Regions from separate parts of the Pan troglodytes genome. Here region 1 is linked to region 2. The links are chromatin contacts, called in public Hi-C maps. All regions are on one chromosome and are shown on one strand. Each heading gives the region's core, a stretch centred on a gene start, on an enhancer-like site or on the middle of the called end of the contact. The rest is flanking DNA. Distances are from core to core; before and after follow the strand shown. Region 1 has its middle 280 kb from the start of SLC30A10. Region 2 has its middle 130 kb from the start of SLC30A10.

Region 1 (3,855 bases), core at 20-2,519, 150 kb before region 2:
AATATGCCCCCAAGGAAACTATGAAATTGCTGGCACAAATATTTAAGGGAAAATGGGCCACACTGACATTCCAGAATAAAACTGGTGAGCATTTCACTTATTAGGTAAAAGAGAAAACTCTTACTCATATTGAAATAATGTTTTGGTCTTCTTCTGAAACATGATATACTTTCCTATATTTGACAAAACTGACTTATCCACTTATGCCTGCTGTTTAGGGAGCCCCTACTGAGAACTGAGAAGTTTCTGTCCTGAAGTCACCAGCTGAGAGGGCTGTTGCTAAACTCTCCCCACATTCTGTCTCCCAATGGCGTCATAGTCTTTGAACACAATGTAAACACATGCTTAATTTTAAGATTGGCTTATTATCTACATTCAATATCTCTGTTTATCAGAGCCCCCCTTAGTCTCTACATCTGTCTACTTATTCCAAACCTTAGTACAACCTTGCCCATTGCTGAGGATGATAAACGTGACACAGATTGTCATTTTCCTTTTTATTCTAATGAGCAATCTGGCTCTCATTAGGGCCAATTAAATTAGAACATCCCCCCCAAAAAAGAATATTTAACGTTTATTCTGAGAACAAAAGAGAAAATGCAAGTGTAATCTGTCAGTTTATCAGGCAATATTTTTAACTTAATATTAAGAAATTGCTGTGAACTCATAAATAAACCATTAGCAAAAAGAAAACTGCTAATTAAGGTATAATCTAATCTGCTCGTCTCCATTTTGATCATAGGGTAAAAGTTCAATGAACTTTTTGATCGATACACCACAGAGATAGAAGTGAAATAGTCAAGACTTTTAATCAGGTAATTCACACTCCAGGAAGAAGAGAGGAAAAAAACACTTTGCCTCAATTCCCTCAAAATTTTGCACTAAAAATCTTGCTTTGGGGTGACTTAACCTCTCACTTATAATTTTACAAACGACATAACCTGAGCGCTTAGAGACCATTTAGCCCAATTCCCTCATTTCAAAAATGAAGAACAGGAATACAAAGACTAAGGGAGGCCCCTGGGGGCAGCGCTGGGCTGAGAACCAGGTGTCCCGACGTCAGTTCCTCCCACCTCACCTCCCTTACAAAAAAAGGGGGTGAGGAGGATACCCCTGTTGCACACAGGAGGTGGGGCGCTGCTTAACTTTTGTTAGCACCATCCGTGGGGGTGCTTGGGAAGTTTCACTCCCTCTGAGCGTGGTGACGTCATGCGAGCCAGGGGTTTTCCTAAAGGCAGCCTATGGCGCTGGCCAACGGGACCAAATCTCGGAGGGCCAAATTGAGGGAGTGTGAAGTGGGGGATGTGGCTGGAGAAGAGAAGGTGATACTAGGCCAGGACAGCTGCAAAATGACTGACAACGAGAATGAGAATATGGGTTCCTCTCTTGAGTCCCCAGAATTTTTTTCAAGTTCTTCAGCTGCATACATTTGGCTCTCTGGCGCCCTTTGTTTTCTGGCTGATGATCCTTTTATTTTTCCTGTCCTACATTTAAAAAAGAGAAGGAAAGAAGCGGGGAAGTCGGTTCCAACTACTCCTCGCAGCCAGTCCTGGAGCGCCCTCTGCCGTGTACATGGGAGCTCTTTGTCTTAACCTTGCAAGCGCTTACTCCTGGGTGTTGCTTTCCGCTATCAACAGAAGGTTATGGCGACATCTACAGAAGGTTATGGCGACATCTTTGCTTCTGTCTGCTGCTCAGGAAAAGCTTGGAAAATACAAAATTAGGTTGATAAAATTTGTTTCCTGTAGGAGTGTCTCCTAATTCAAGTGGAATGTCGCTCACCAGTGGGCTTAAATAAACTCTTATTCTTAAACATCCACTTTATCATGAAAATGGCACTATTTATTCCACTGGCAATATCTTGTGTCGAAATCTAAACAGTATTTCTTCTCTAATGGGAGTGAGACAGAAAGTCCTGCCAATCAAGCAGGAAAAAGAAGCCTGCATTAGACAGCAGGCCTCTATTTCAAGGGATAAAAACCCATATTCATTCACCCAGGACTGCCGCAACTTTAAAAAACAACGTCAAAAGGAAAAGAAGGCATTGTTGCAAAAAAAGTTCTCTGGTGTTTGTTTCATTCTTTTTTCTCTTATTTTCTTCTCTTAAAGAAAAAAATAAAAGCTGGTATAATTCCTGCTTTGCTTAAAGGCTAATGTGTATTTACAGAAGCATCCAAGCCATGAATCGCTTTGAATTGAATCGCTCTTAGATGTACAATAGGCCTACTGTGTTGCAAAGAGTCTGGCCACCCATCATGACCCCCTATTCAGTCGACCGTCCATTAATCTAAACACAGGCTCTCTCAGAGACATCCAGAAGCCCAACAATGGTTTACATTTTTTGGATGTTACCTTCCGGTTACTGTACCTAAGTGGGGAAATGTTGCTGAGAGATATTCCAATTTGACTCCCAAACGGGTTTTAAGCAAGTTACCATCCACTTGCCCTAAGCACAAAAGAACAGGTTTTCTTTTCCTCTGCCAAGTATCAATTTTTATATCAGATAGATGTCAATTATTGCTAAAAAGCTGATACAATAATAATGGAGCAGCACACAGTGGGCAGAGTCCCACTGCAGTGAAATTGGATGAGGATTTGGTTTGATTATGTAACTTTTTAGAGCAGCATAGTTTCTGCTAATAGCATGATAAATAAACAGCATCTATAGAATGTCTGAAGAATGACAATTTTAAAAAGAAAGAAAAAACAAAGGTGACCCTTGAATGTCTCTGACAACTAATCAATTTCTGACTACCTTTTTAGTCCCTTCCCTTTACCTCACCAACAACTGCATGTCACCAAACAAGGTTTCCCAAAGAATCTCCTTCTTTCCCCTGCTGGATCAGGTGAATCATAGAATCCACCATACAACTGACAAAAAGTTTTGTTCTACCGTAAAGCAATGTAAAGATTAAATGTAAAGCAATGGCCAGATTTCACTTGGAACTTTCTTCTTGTTCAGATTCACTGTAAAATCCCCTTGGTTTAAAACAATGCAAGGTATACATCCATACCACCCTGAACGCACCCGATCTCGTCTAAAACAATGCAAGAAGAAAATCACGTATTCTGCTGGAAATTCATTTATTTATCTGTACTATAAGACCATTGACTATTCCCTCACTATTTCCATAGTTTTATTAATGCTACAGAAAGAGAAAGTAACATTTTTCCCCAAGATCCCTTCTCATTTTATGGAGTAGATATTTTGAGGCATTACCTAAGTACTCCCAAGCATCCAAATATCCAAATCTAAAATATCTAAAATATCCCAAATATCTAAACACCTCAGATGGGTAAAAGCCTACCTTTTTTGGGAGATATTCATAAGAGGAAGAGGGAGAGAGCTCACATCCTTATTTTTAACTCATTGCTGTGTCTAAATATCCCCACTACCAGCATCTAAGCTGAATTCTCCCTAGAAATGCTCAGTGCTGGTTATCAGAAGAGAATATGACATAATGATTAACTAGCACAGTATTGACTGTTTCTACTTATCACCACCATGACAAACTGCAAGATCGAACCTCTACTCCATCCCTCATTTTTGTCCACACGAAATCAGAAACCAATTTGACCCATTTATTCACTGAAATGCTTTAATTAGATGGTCTCAGGTACTCTCCAGAAATTACTTTCACTTTCTAACTTCATCACCCACAACTTTTCGCCAGCCACCACCCCTTTAAAGAGACCTCCAACCCAGGTGCTTATTAAAATAGGAGAAGCCCAAGCTCCACCTAGACCTACTAAATTAGAAACTCTGAGATGGAGGCCCAGGAATCTGCATTTACTAAGCTTCCCCCATCACCAGGTGATTTTGATGCAAATGCATTTATTTTATTGCCCCCATAA
Region 2 (3,943 bases), core at 455-2,954:
CAAGGCACTGTGAGGCTGCTCTGAAGTTGTATTTAACCTCCATGCACCTCTGCAATCATACTGTCCTAGCAGAGACACTTGCAAAGCCTCAGACACACAATACATTTGTGATAATGGCCATTTCCAAAGGCTGGCTTACTTGTTGCATTTCTATATGTGGAGTGTGATTAAAACTTGTGCTTAAATCTGATTCTTTTCTTCCTTTGTTTCCCTTGGCTCAAATGATCATCAGTGAAGCAGTAAAGCAGTTTATGGGACTCCGCCACCTCCCAAGATAAAATTATAAATCAGAGCTAATTTGTTCAGATGCATTAATGGATGATTGACTCATAATGAGTTAAAATGTGGGAAGGGCAGCATCAGACCTTGGTGACACACCAAGCCACCCTGGTTGGTTCTATTCTCACTCCCAAGGGAGAACACTACAGGACTGGGGCTCCCAAAGCTGCGTTGTTAGATCCTCAAACCAAATAAGAATGATTGTTTCCCTGAAAAATCTGCTGCCATTCTTGGGATGTTCAGGCACCTCCTGTAAGGCTCATCCTCACTGTGGAAAGTTATTGAATGTGGTGAAGTCAATTACAAAAAAGAAGGATGATCACAGTCAATAACAGCTGACACGTCCCTCATGTGCCAGGCATTACCCTTGATCTTTAGCCAACTGTCTCCTATTTTGTATTCATTTTTCAAATAAACAGCTGGGGCTTAGGAAGGTGAGGCACCTTGCCTGCCCTCCTAGGTAGGTAAGTGAGGAAGCTGGCTCACTCTAACCCCAAAGCCCCACTCTTGACCACTAACTGCACCATTCTTCACTGAGCACAGTGGGTTTGCACAGTTCCACGCTTCTCTGGCATTTTTGAATCCTATGAGAACTTTAAATCCCTTTCACCTGCTCATTTCTAATTAAATGAAAAACAAGCCTCCTTGTATATATATTTTTATATTTCTTTGGAAACATCTTTTTTACATTTACAGCCAAGAGTGGTCTGAGCCCCAGTATGTGCCAAATGAGGTATGTCTTCTCTTCCCTTTGTACATCATGCTAACATTTGCTTATTTCAGTAAGTGCAATGACTAATCATGTGGCTGTTATGCTTACTCTTTCATACTGGTAGTTTTAGCCAAAATATTATTTAACCTGTAATCCTGAGAGCAGGGACCATATCCTCCCTAATGCCTATCCTGATTCTTGGAACAAAAACCTGTATAAACGAATAAAGGAAGGGAGGGAGCAAAAAAGAAGGGAGAGAAATGCTTAGAATTCCACAGTTCCTTCAATGCCAGGTATAAAGATACACAGTAGCTGCCCTGCAAGAGCTCTAGTCAAATGAGGGAAGCAGACTTGGAAACAAATAATAAGAACACAACCAGAGAAAGACTATCAGGTCAGTGCAGAGTAGTATGAGAGCAAGGATGAGGGGATCTGGAAGGTTTCTCAGCGGAGTGACATTTGGCATTGAAGAAAGCGTGGCATTAGGCGTTGGAACCAACCCCTGGGAAAAGTTGGAAGGAAGACAGGCAGGTGCTTGATGGGCAATACCCATTTCTACAGAGGAGAAAAAGATTCAGAGAGGTCAGCCGACTAGCCAAAGATTGCAGCTTATAAATCTTGGACCCAGCAGTCTGCTGCTCTCCTCTGGATGGTCTGGCTAGCAAGCTGGTCACTTAATACATGCCCCTCTATTGTTCTTGAGAGTTGCCAGGTTTTGCAGATCATCTGATGATTTGGCCTCTAGGTGAACAAAGAGGAGTTTGTTTCCGTGGCGGGTCCTCTTCTCATTCTTTAGACTCTCTTGCCCTCTTGTGGTTATGCAGAGCTACAGCCACCTGAGCTGTCTTCATACATCAGAGAGAAAACATCTAATAATGAGTGCTGGATTGCAGCCTGATCCCTTCCCAGTTCCAAAACAACACAAAACAACTCTTGAGCCAAGAATCTTTTAAAAATATTTATCAAAGAATACACTCATGGTTTTAAATGATCATGCATATTTTAAACAGCAAAAGGTCCAAATGGAGGTAGGAGGAAGTAAGAGGAGGAGGCATGAGTATATGAAATTCTATTTTTATACACAGAGGTAGTGCATGCAGGTTTAGAAAGCCCAACTCAAAATTAGTAGAATGTCAATAAATGTAAAAACTAAGGCACAGAGTGGTAGGGAAAGGATTGCCTTAGACAAAGCTACCATTTTAAGTTCTGGACCCCAGTTGAATTGTCCACCTGGCGAGAGTTTTGCAGGGTGGAAACAATGCCTTCAGCCAGTTATGAAATAAGCAAAAGTCTGTTCCCTGAGAGGAGACATCTGCATGAAACCTACAGGCATGTGGGAACCAGATCTTAACCTTGGTTTCAATGCAAGTATTTGAGAAATGACTGCAAACAGCAGTAACTACCAGTTTTGTCTTTTATTATTCAGCTTTCTTGTTAACTTCAGAGGAGTGGAAATGTGAAATGGACATCGCCCCATCCCAGCAGAGGAAAACATAACATACAGCTAACAGAGACAAAGACTTTCTATTGCCAGGAACAATGGCCAACACTCATCACTCTTGGTAAAGACAGTAGGAAACTGGGATTCAAACACACAGTGAAGAATTTCAGTTAGATGCAAGGAAGAAATTTCCACAGGGACTGTGAGTGATAATGTGGTATGTTGCAAAGAAAACTGAACTTAAAATATAGAACACTGGATTTTAGTTCCTGCTCTGCCACAAACCAGCCATGTGACCTTGTGAGAGGCATTTTACTATTCTGGATCTCAGTCCCCTCAACTGCTAAAAGAATATCACAATAAATCTCTAATTTTCCATTCAACCCTAAATGTTTATAAGCCAAAGTTTCTATGATGCTTCCCTTTGGAGGCTGTCAAAGAAAGAGAGAATATTTCAAGCTATTTCCATTTGTTTGGACACAGATGTGGTTGGAACAAGGAGATAACTTAAATGGCTTCTTCAGATAGCCTTCTCTTCCAAAGTGTAGGGAATTTGGGGATGCTTGCCAAAATAGATTGTTAGCCTAATTAATTGATTTTAACACCTCAATGTTTTAAACCTTAATGATCATCTTCCAGAAAATAGAGCAAAAATTCAAAGCAATGGAAAGGGGAAAAAACACATAACAAAATCTAAGGTACAACCCAAGGAGTTTAGTATCCATAGATAAATTCAGAGAGAACACAGAAAACAGATGAGTTGAATCATCAGCTAAATAATTCACCAAAAGAGAAAAAATAAGTCCCAAACTAGAAGGCACAAATTTCTGATGGAAAGTATACATTTTCATCAAGTGCTCACCCAGCACAATAGAGGAAGATGGAAAGAGACACAAAATAAGGTATATCATTGTGAAATTTAAAAAAAAAAGGAAATTCCCAGAAAAATATTCTTGGGAGACCACAAGCTGATAGCTCTGAAGCAGACACAGAGAGCAATCAGTTCAAACTGAAACAGGTCGAAAGAGATCTAAATGAGACTTCTTCAGCAAAGTACATGTAATAGAACACATTAGGTACTCCAACAGACTGAAAGAAGATTTTGACAATTGATAAAAATGGTTGAGGTCGAATTGGTAATATGTAAATAGAAACTGAAGCAAACCGATAATTAAGACAAGTTTATGAAGTCTAGAAAAAAACAAAACGTTGTGCAAGAAAGAAAAAGTACTTGCCACCATTATAGCCCAGTCCCTCTGTTTTGCATTTATTTTGTAACCATTGCATTGAGGAATTGGAATTTCATATCAGTGGGAAACAAACAAAAATTTTTAATTGCTGTTTTCATTCACACTCTGTCAAATCTTCCTTCCCCGCTCAATAGTAAATCCTTTAACACCTCGAACAAGTGCCATAACTTTTCAGTTATTAAAATTCAGTTCCATCCTGTTAATAACCCTGGACTCATATTTGATTCAAAACCTTTCCTCTCCCTCATTGCAAATCAGACC

Evidence for each region. Hi-C and Micro-C count contacts between places; a contact is called where the count stands out from the background.
Region 1: a contact with region 2 is called in a Hi-C map of stem cell-derived neural progenitor cells, with 3 times the contacts expected there. The contact joins two enhancer-like sites. A contact is called at or near these places in 3 of 7 Hi-C or Micro-C datasets (induced pluripotent stem cells and stem cell-derived neural progenitor cells) and 1 of 1 other capture datasets (stem cell-derived neural stem cells).

Annotation. Positions count from the first base shown.
Region 1 is chr1:29,455,820-29,459,674 of NHGRI_mPanTro3-v2.0_pri, reverse strand. No RefSeq gene overlaps it. Among named protein-coding and RNA genes, the nearest start is that of SLC30A10, 280 kb to the right of the region's middle. Within about 2 kb of position 1,269, at least 8 of the 24 cell types and tissues checked have an H3K27ac peak or open chromatin away from gene starts, as enhancers often do. A contact at or near this core is called in stem cell-derived neural progenitor cells, where this site is marked.
Region 2 is chr1:29,304,777-29,308,719 of NHGRI_mPanTro3-v2.0_pri, reverse strand. No RefSeq gene overlaps it. Among named protein-coding and RNA genes, the nearest start is that of SLC30A10, 130 kb to the right of the region's middle. Within about 2 kb of position 1,704, at least 2 of the 24 cell types and tissues checked have an H3K27ac peak or open chromatin away from gene starts, as enhancers often do. A contact at or near this core is called in stem cell-derived neural progenitor cells, where this site is marked.